Linked DNA regions of Columba livia: region 1 is linked to region 2. Evidence: chromatin contacts called from public Hi-C data. All regions are on one chromosome and are shown on one strand. Each heading gives the region's core, a stretch centred on a gene start, on an enhancer-like site or on the middle of the called end of the contact. The rest is flanking DNA. Distances are from core to core; before and after follow the strand shown.

Region 1 (4,094 bases), core at 1,267-3,766, 140 kb before region 2:
TCAAATATCTCTAGAGAAGGCCTAGATCAGTCAAAGCTATTTCAGTCCCAGCCTGTCACCTTTTCCAGCCTTCCTTCCGAACAGCTTTAGCAGCTTATTTAAGCATTCAGAGAACAGCAGAAACTAAACAAACCCACAGTGGCGTCCCTTTGCAAACAGGAGGGGACATCCAAGCCAACAGGTCCTCCACCTATATGGGATTTGTAGTGCCATGGGGTCCAGCTCCTCATTTCTGCATTTCAGCAGAGGGTCTCACAGCACTCGCCACCCTACAACCTCTTCAGAGGCCGGTGGCACTTGGAGACACCTAATCGTGAGGTAAGGGAGGCATTGTTCCATGGAATCTAGTGCAGGAATTAAGACAATCACAAAGAGCTTTTGCATCCTCGACCTTAGCTACTGCTCATCCCCACCAAGAGAGCCCCACCGGCCACGTGGCCCCAGGAGGGCTGAAGGTTGACTCCATGGCACACGTTCCCCTCTGACTGGCAGGGACGGACGGTGACGTGGCCAGTCCCGTGCCAGGTCCTGCTGGGACTGTAGTGCAAGCAGGTGAGTCATTCTCCTGCAGACAAAGTCTGGGCCAGCTGCACAGGGCTGAGCTGCCCTTTGGACCGTGGGCAGTAGGTTCGCGGAGCTCACGCTGTCCTCTCCTGCTGGGACACAGCATCAACCCCAGTGTCAGCTGCTTCATGCTGAAGCCTGTTTGGGTCTCCCAAGCAGCAAATGGGCGCCTGGCCCTGTGGGTCTCCGCACTGCTGAGTGTGCAGAGCCAGCGCCATGGTGATCCCCTCATTCAGTGGATGGGCGTCCCACAGGGGTTTCCATATGGACGTGACCACATCAAGGCAGCATTGTGCACCACGGTTATGTACAATTGTAGTGAGAGCGGAGCACTGCCCTGCCCATGGGACATGGTGTCCTTCCACTGCCGTGGCCATGTCACTTCTCAGGGGAGCAGGAGGGGAGTGCTGCCCTCTGAGCATTTCTCTTGTGCACCCCAGCTTCACTCTGTGACTTTGGGAGAATGACTCCATTTATTATACAAATTCAAGTTCCCAGGCCCTGGGCTTCAAGGCAATGCCAGCAATCATGGGAGCTGGCAGCACTCCCTGTCCCTGTGGGCAGCAGCTGGTGTGCGCGGAGGAACACGCATGGCCCTGTGCAAAGTGTGGGGATGGGGACTCTTAGGTAGAGCAGCAAAAACTGAGCCCAGCTCCATCCTGGCATGGAGGCTGCCAGCTTCGCCCCTTGGCGCGGGGCACCTGCATACGGTGGCCAGCCATTCCTGCCCTGCAGAGCAAGTGCTATGATACGGAGCTGGGAGGTGGCACTTTTTAGATGTCACCATGAAGTGTCTCAGCCCAAGGTCCCCTGAAGGCACACTAGCAGTGTGGAGGAGACCTGTTGCTCTGCACACATCTGGAGGAGGTGAGGTCCTGCTTGGAGGCACTGGCTGGTTCCTGTTGATGTGAAGGGAAACATGTGAGAGCTGGGGTGGGGAAACAACTGTCAACTCTTTCGCCAGCTCCCACTGTGACAGGACACCCACAAACGCCCCTTCCTGAAGCACAAACAGGGCAGTGTTCGGGGCTGCTCTGCCCCAGGCTGAGGCCTCTCGGGTGAGGCCAAAGTAAGCAGCTCCTCCGCAGCAAGCACCTCTCTGCGGCTGGGAAGGCTCTGACCTGAGCACAAAAACCCACACACTAAGGGAAAACATCTCTTGCCTCTGTGAACCCTCTCCTCATCCCTGAAAGGTGAGCGGTGCTTGCAGCATCGCACCCACATTCCTCGACATGGGTGCTGGAGCCTGATTTGACCAGAAAAGCAGGTGCCTCACTGGGCCAGGACAGGGAGAGGGGCTTGTGACACAGGCTGGTGTCACCTGCCAAGCAGCGAGGCTGGACACACATAGGGATGTCCAAGCACAGAGAAGAACAGACCAAATCCCACTGACCTGCTGTGCCCTTCTGGATGGCCACTTAAGGGTGGCACATTGGGGCTGCAGGAGGGTCCCCCAGGAGGACCCTTCACCACGGTGTGTGGGGACAGCTGCTGCCCAGACCACGGCAGGACCCGCATCCCACAGCGGGAGCATCCCTCCTTCCTGTGGGGCTGGCAGTATCTCCTGCAGCTGCCAGCCCAGACGTTTTTGGGAGAAACGAGGCAGCCCCAGCAGCACCTCCGTGCACAAGTCTGACTGCAGGGTAGGGGCTGTGGCACCCAGGTTGGCCAGACCCTGGCATGGAGCTGGGGTCTGCCCTCAGCCGCCCAAGAGGAACAGCCTGGTTGCAGGGACAGGGGAGGGGGCAGCCCTAGCAGGCCTGACGGTGCCTAGCACTGCTGCCCCTCCTCAACCCCTCGCTTCCACCAGCTTCTGCCTGCTCCGTCCCGCCCGCGTCCCGCTGCAGGGCCCCCGGAGGTGCTGCGAGACCCCCCCGCAGCGCAAACCCGCTCTCCATCCGCCGGTTCCGGGGTGAACAGCGGCCGATCGTCGGCAGGTGGCAGCCCCGAGCGCCCCGGCGTCCCTTGCGCCGGCACCGGGGCCCGGCCGAGGCGGCGGCGCTGGGGCCGCGGGTGCGTGTGCGGCGGCGGAGCAACCCCCGGCCCGGGAGATGGAGCCGGTCCTCGGGCGGCGGTGGCAGAAGGTGCTGTACGAGCGGCAGCCCTTCCCCGATAACTACGTGGACCAGCGGTTCCTGGAAGAGCTGCGGAAGAACGTGCACGCGCGGCGGTACCGGTACTGGGCCGTTGTCTTCCAGTCGGGAGCGGTGGTGCAGCAGCTGTGCAGCGTCTGCATCTTCGTCGTCACCTGGTGGTACATGGACGCCGGGATGCTGAGCCCGCAGGGGCTTTTCGGGGCGGCCCTGGTCACCTCCCTGCTTGGCTACATCCTCTTCGACGCCGTGGACGGGGGGGCCGGGCGGCGGGAGAGTGGGCGGACGCGGTGGGCTGACCTGAAGAGCACGCTGGTGTTCACCGCCTTCACCTACGGCTTCTCACCGGTGCTGAAGACGCTGACAGAGTCCATCAGCACAGACACCATCTACGCCATGTCATCCCTCATGCTCCTTGGTCACCTCATCTTCTTTGACTATGGCGCCAACGCAGCCATTGTCTCCAGCACGCTGTCCCTCAACATGGCCATTTTTGCCTCAGTGTGCCTGGCCTCCCGCCTGCCTCGCTCCCTCCACGCCTTCGTCATGGTCACTTTTGCCATGCAGATCTTTGCTCTTTGGCCCATGCTGCAGAAGAAGCTGAAAGCCCAGACACCCCAATGCTATGTGGGGGTGACTCTGCTCTTCACACTGGTGGCGCTGGTGGGGCTGGCCACCGTCTCCAGCGTGGGTGCCGTGCTCTTCACATTGCTGCTGCTCGCCATCTCCTGCCTGTGCCCTTACTGCCTCATCCGCCTTCAGCTGCTCAAGGACAACATCCATGGGCCGTGGGATGAGGCTGAAATCAAAGAGGACCTCTCCAGGTTCCTCATGTAGGCCTGGCTGGGGGGGACATTCTGCTGTAAGCAGTGCAAAGGTCTTTTCTGGGGGACAGCTCTGGGGAGAGGATATCAGCCCAATAAACCTCTCGCACAGCAGCAAGGACCACATTTGCGTTACCCTCAGCATCTATTTCCACACGTGAACTGCTTAGTTTTGGCCAAGGAAGGAGCTGAACCCCACAGAGCGGCTGGCCCATGCAGCAGCTTGGGGTGCAGGCCAGTGGGACAGTGTGTGCTCTGACCACGCAGACCAATGCCTGCATTTGGGGGTGGGGTACAGGGGGTGCATCCCCTGAGCAGAAGTGCTACTTGGAAACACACACAGGCGTACTCCACGTGCCCACGGAGGTCCCTCGGGCCCAGGGACCTCCATGTGTGCGATGGGGACTGACAGCACCTCCCCGGGAGGGCTGCAGGGGACAAGGGCTGTGGGAGGGTGGGTGCGGGCAGGGTGACTGTGCAGGGCGGTGGGTGTTGCTGGACCGAGCATGAGGGCACCTGGGACAGGTGCGGTGCTCACCCTGCTTACCTGCACCCCACCAGTCGCTGATGCCAGAATAGCCTCACGATGCTGCCAGGCACCATGTTACCCTAA
Region 2 (4,612 bases), core at 1,833-4,332:
CCCAGCTCCTAAAATATGCATTCACAACAATGTGGAAAGACCACCAATATTATACATTTCTGTGGCCCCAAAATGAATCCAGTGGAGGCATTAGCTTGCCAGAGCTACTTCCTGAGTTGCATGTGATTCCAGACCAAGACATAAGCTTCAGCTTCAGTGAAACTAGTCATGTGAACTGAGGTGAAGAATCCCCTACAAGTGGGACAGAGTTCAATATCATGTATATTGACAAGAGCATTCTCCAACATGTTCGGGACTTTGCAGCTTGTGTCTTCACTGTCACACTTCAGGACCTGTGTTTTGAACTTATTTAAAAAACAAACCGAAACAAAAAAACAAACCGAAACAAAAAACACCAGACAGTATCTTTATAACAAAGTCTCTATATACATACTTGGCAAAACCAATGAAGTCTTCATGGTTGGTGTTGATGTAAGAAACCTGGATATCAATCAGCAGCAGCACCTATTAAAGGAGATGGGAGAGAAAAAACAGGGTGAGTAAGGCAGGGGAGAAAGACCAAGGAGAAGAATGAGAGAAAATAACAGAACTTTTCAGTTTTCTGCATTATTGAATATTCCTTTCATAATTACTCAAGCCAAAAGCAAGAATATTTTCTAAATCCTACCACTTCTGTTCATGTGCTTGTTTAATAAGCTACACTACAGAAGAGCCATTACCTTTTCCTATTTTTTTCCTGACAGATCTCATTTTTCCCACTATCTTGGCCCTTGTCCACTTTATTAATTTCAATCATACATAGCCAGAGAGCATTTAATAACATTCTAGCTCTACGTTTTGCAATTTTAGCAAAGTTCTGTCTATTTGTAGCATTCCAGCCAAGCCAGCAAGGAACCCAAACCTTAAACCTAAAATCAGGGAACCTAAATTTTTGTTAGGCACTCCACAAAGAAATGATAGGTAAGCAAGCCCTGTCCCAAAAAATGTACAGTCTGGGTACTAGCCAGCCATTCTGGTGCACACATCTGGCTTGCAAGATAAGCTAGTCAATGAAATAACAGAATGAATGGTCTCTGTACTTAGCACTCGCCAGGCCTCCAATAGCCCAGAGATGGAACTTGATTCAAACTTGATAATGTAACTTGGCAAAGAATTTGCTAAGACACTAGAGAAAGCTCATGTTCACCCTTGAACAGCTTCTTGAACACACATGACACTGCACTTTCCATCCATCTTCTCAGACTTCCATTAGCAGGGAGCAAGGAAGAAACCTATCGCTACCAAATAGTAGAACTTAATCTCCTCAAAATATACAGAGTTATTACTGTACAGCTCCTTAAACACAGCATCACTGCCAAATTCTTCACAATTTCCAGAAGATATTAAGTGCCTCACTCAGAGAAAAAAAATAGTGAGGATTTGGGTCTAGCTCTTACCTCTGTAAATATCCTCACTAATGTTTTCGTTTATTCATGATAACTGCTAACAGCATAAATAATTATGTGAATATGTGACAATAACCTATTTGAACAGTTCTTGGCATTTACAGAAAGCTGGTATTTTGTACTTTGTTCTGAGAAATTGCCAGCTATGTGCACATAATGAGGAATAGAATAATAAGAAAAAGGACTCAATTATTTTAAGTGACTTGTATCTTCTTCCAAATTTTGAAATAACTGAGTGTGCTAACTAGAACACTCTGCAAGTACAAGCCCAGAAAATACAATTTTTTAAGAATTATTTTTAAGACTACATTCACAGCACAGGACACGCTGCACAGCTCCCGAGCTCACACAGGGACATGACTAGAGAGCCAGGAGTCTAGAACTAAGGAGTTCTGCCTAGCCCTCCTTCCCCAAATATTTCTGTTGTCACACTCTGCACTCTCCAGACAATAATTCCTGTTTCCACTTCCAGTGGATTTTTTCAGATGTAATCTAAGCTTTGAAGTTTCCTGGATTTGGACTGCTGAGCTGGTTGATGTATGTTCTAAGTAAGTTTCTCTTAAGATATTTATTTTTTTTTTAACTTCAGGGAAAGAAAGGGTCAGAAAAGCAGTACATCCATGGAATGGTGCTGGTTAACAAACTCTTGAAATTCCAAGTTTAAAAAACCACAACCCAAAATTATTAACTTTATAGCAGTCCCTGCCTTCTAAGAACAGCCACAGGAGGAATCTTTTTCTTGTTCACTTTAGAATCCAAAGGAGAAATTACTTTATATTAATTTTCAGATTTGAGACACTGCCTTTGAAAGCATACAATAGCCCTCAGGTCAGTCCCAGTGGTTCTACACTACACACCTCAGCAAGTCTGTTAACAGGCTCAGAGACAGACAGGGCCAAGTTGCATGGCTCAGCCCGCGTGCTGATGCTATTGTTTAGCAACACAGAACTTCAGCAGCCAATGCTTGCTGGAGCTCACACATCCACTACAAAGCTTGTCACTCCTGCAAGAGTCCTGGTACAACTGCTTGTGGGCCTCACTGTAATTAGGACATGGGATTGGTATGTTAAAAAAACACCCTGGAAACAAAGTAGAAAAAAGGTTGGGTATTTCTGTGTGTGTGTTGTTAGTTTAATAATGAATCCATTTTTCACAAACAGCTGTTGTGGTACAGGAGCAATGCTACTTTAAGCCACCAATCCTAATCTTGAGAGACCAGATTAGTATTTTCTCTAACACTTCCAGTTTCCTTTGTCAAAGTTCAATGGTAGAACAATTATTTCTCTCTCTCCCCTTCTAAAAGTGTGCAGACAGCTGAAAAATAATAAAATAATAATAATAGTAAACAAAATCTTTCATTTTCTTCCTATACTTTGTACATAAGAACTTTCCTCCTCTGCATCCACACATCTCTCCAGACTGCTAGGTCTCCTATTTATTCTCACCTGATCCTTGGTCTTCTCTTCTCTTTCACGAATGTAGCTGGCAACAATTCTTTCTGTTTCCTCACACAACCTTGGATATGTTGCCAACTGAAAAGTAAAGCAAATAGAAATTTACACCCATAGAGTGACTGCAGTAGAAAATAAAGGAATCTCCAGCTTTCCCCTTTGGAGGAGAGCTATTATTATGAATGCTTGGGCTAAAAGTAAACTACACTACAAAGCAAATGTCACTTGCTTTTAATGGTCATTTTCCATAGAAGCTGGAGAGACCTAACCGTTGGATTGTTTCTGTGGTGGTGTTGTTGGATTTGTTCCCTGTGGAACACGGAGGAAAGACACTTCTGACATGTGAACCAGAGCTTATCAGCCTTGGGGTGAGGTTTCTCTGTGTCTCTCTCTTCTGCTGTGCCTAATGGCAGAGTGATGCTTTAAATAATTTCCAAGATTCTTGTTCTTTGAAGGCTCCACCTTGTGGCAACATCTTGACATCTCAGTAACAATACTTAAAAATGTGAACAGCAAAACACAGCACTAAATTTTGCCAATAGCGCTGGGAAAAGAATTCGCACAACTAATTCAAGTTACGTATCTTCCAAACATTGACAAAAGTGAAAAAACCTGAAAACTCTGCTCAAAATATTGCAGTGAATGCACCTCTCGATGATCTTTGTCAAAACACTGTAACCCCTTTCTGTTTTTAAAACAATAGCTCCTTTACCTGCGCATTTGTATTTAAAAAAAAATAATACTAAAAAAAATTGCATTATTCAGACAAATGCAAAGCTTGTGACAGGATATTTCTCAACAACTTCAGCATACCTCTGCTCACATCCCAGAACTGCTCCTGTACTTGCTACTATTAACATACTCTGCACTCTAACACAGTAGGAAAGCACACATTTCAGGAAAACCATTCCCAAATACTCATAATAATGCTACATTTAGTTTTTATGAACCTCTGTATTAATTTTTATATTTGCAGGATCTTGAGTTAAAGCTTAATTGATGCATACAGCTTTCACACCAGGAGATTCTACACTCAGGACTTCTTTCCCATTAAACGTTCGACATTTTTGTGCAGAAAGCTCATTTGTCAACACTAATGCAATGATCACAGTATCATTTTGGTTGGATCACCAAGTCCAACCATTAACTGAATACTGTCAAGTCCACCTCTAAACCATGTTGTGAGAGCCTCATCTATGCATCTTTTAAACACCTCTCAAGATGGTGAGTCAGGATATACAAATACAAGGGCGGTGAAGTACTCCTACATGTCCACTTCTCACCTCCTGACAGCTGGAGATCAGAAGTTTCAGAGTTGTGCATGAAAAAAGCACAGGAGAAGTTGCGATCCCATTACATCACAAAGAACTGCGGTGCTACCCAGTAAAGTTTCAATATACAAAGAGTATTTTTCTCTCTTAGATAGATGTCTCTGAACACATTTGAGGCCTTTGCGCTATAAAGGTTTCACTGTTTCTTCCTCTTATTAGCATTGCAAGAGAAAACTTTCAAGTACTTTTTCCTGATTTACGTATCTGCAGAATTGCTGCCTATATTCCATTTCCAGTACTAATGAAAACATGGAAACTGGGAGCAACTCTTAACATAACTCCAATCATGAGGTGCATATATATTCAAAACATAGGAATCAAAACCAACAAACATTTTCAGCATTACACTGGTTAGACTTTTGCAAAAGTTGCAGTTCCTTTAGAGTGTCTTACTCTGTACATACTAGATCAGAAATCTCTTATA

The links. Hi-C and Micro-C count contacts between places; a contact is called where the count stands out from the background.
Region 1: a contact with region 2 is called in a Hi-C map of crop, with 2.4 times the contacts expected there. The contact joins the promoter of PIGC here to the enhancer-like site in region 2. A contact is called at or near these places in 2 of 2 Hi-C or Micro-C datasets (crop and liver).

Annotation. Positions count from the first base shown.
Region 1 is chr8:16,036,878-16,040,971 of bColLiv1.pat.W.v2, reverse strand. It overlaps PIGC (phosphatidylinositol glycan anchor biosynthesis class C), which reads left to right and starts at 2,516. Exons shown (of 1, transcript XM_005498843.3): 1 at 2,516-3,607. The coding sequence starts at 2,616. The coding sequence ends at 3,494. All of the region lies in intron 2 of LOC110362707 (a long non-coding RNA gene), which reads right to left.
Region 2 is chr8:15,894,436-15,899,047 of bColLiv1.pat.W.v2, reverse strand. It overlaps DNM3 (dynamin 3), which reads right to left. Exons shown (of 21, transcript XM_065072198.1): 11 at 2,852-2,938; 12 at 395-465. Among named protein-coding and RNA genes, the nearest start is that of DNM3, 43 kb to the right of the region's middle. Within about 2 kb of position 3,082, at least 2 of the 3 cell types and tissues checked have an H3K27ac peak away from gene starts, as active enhancers do.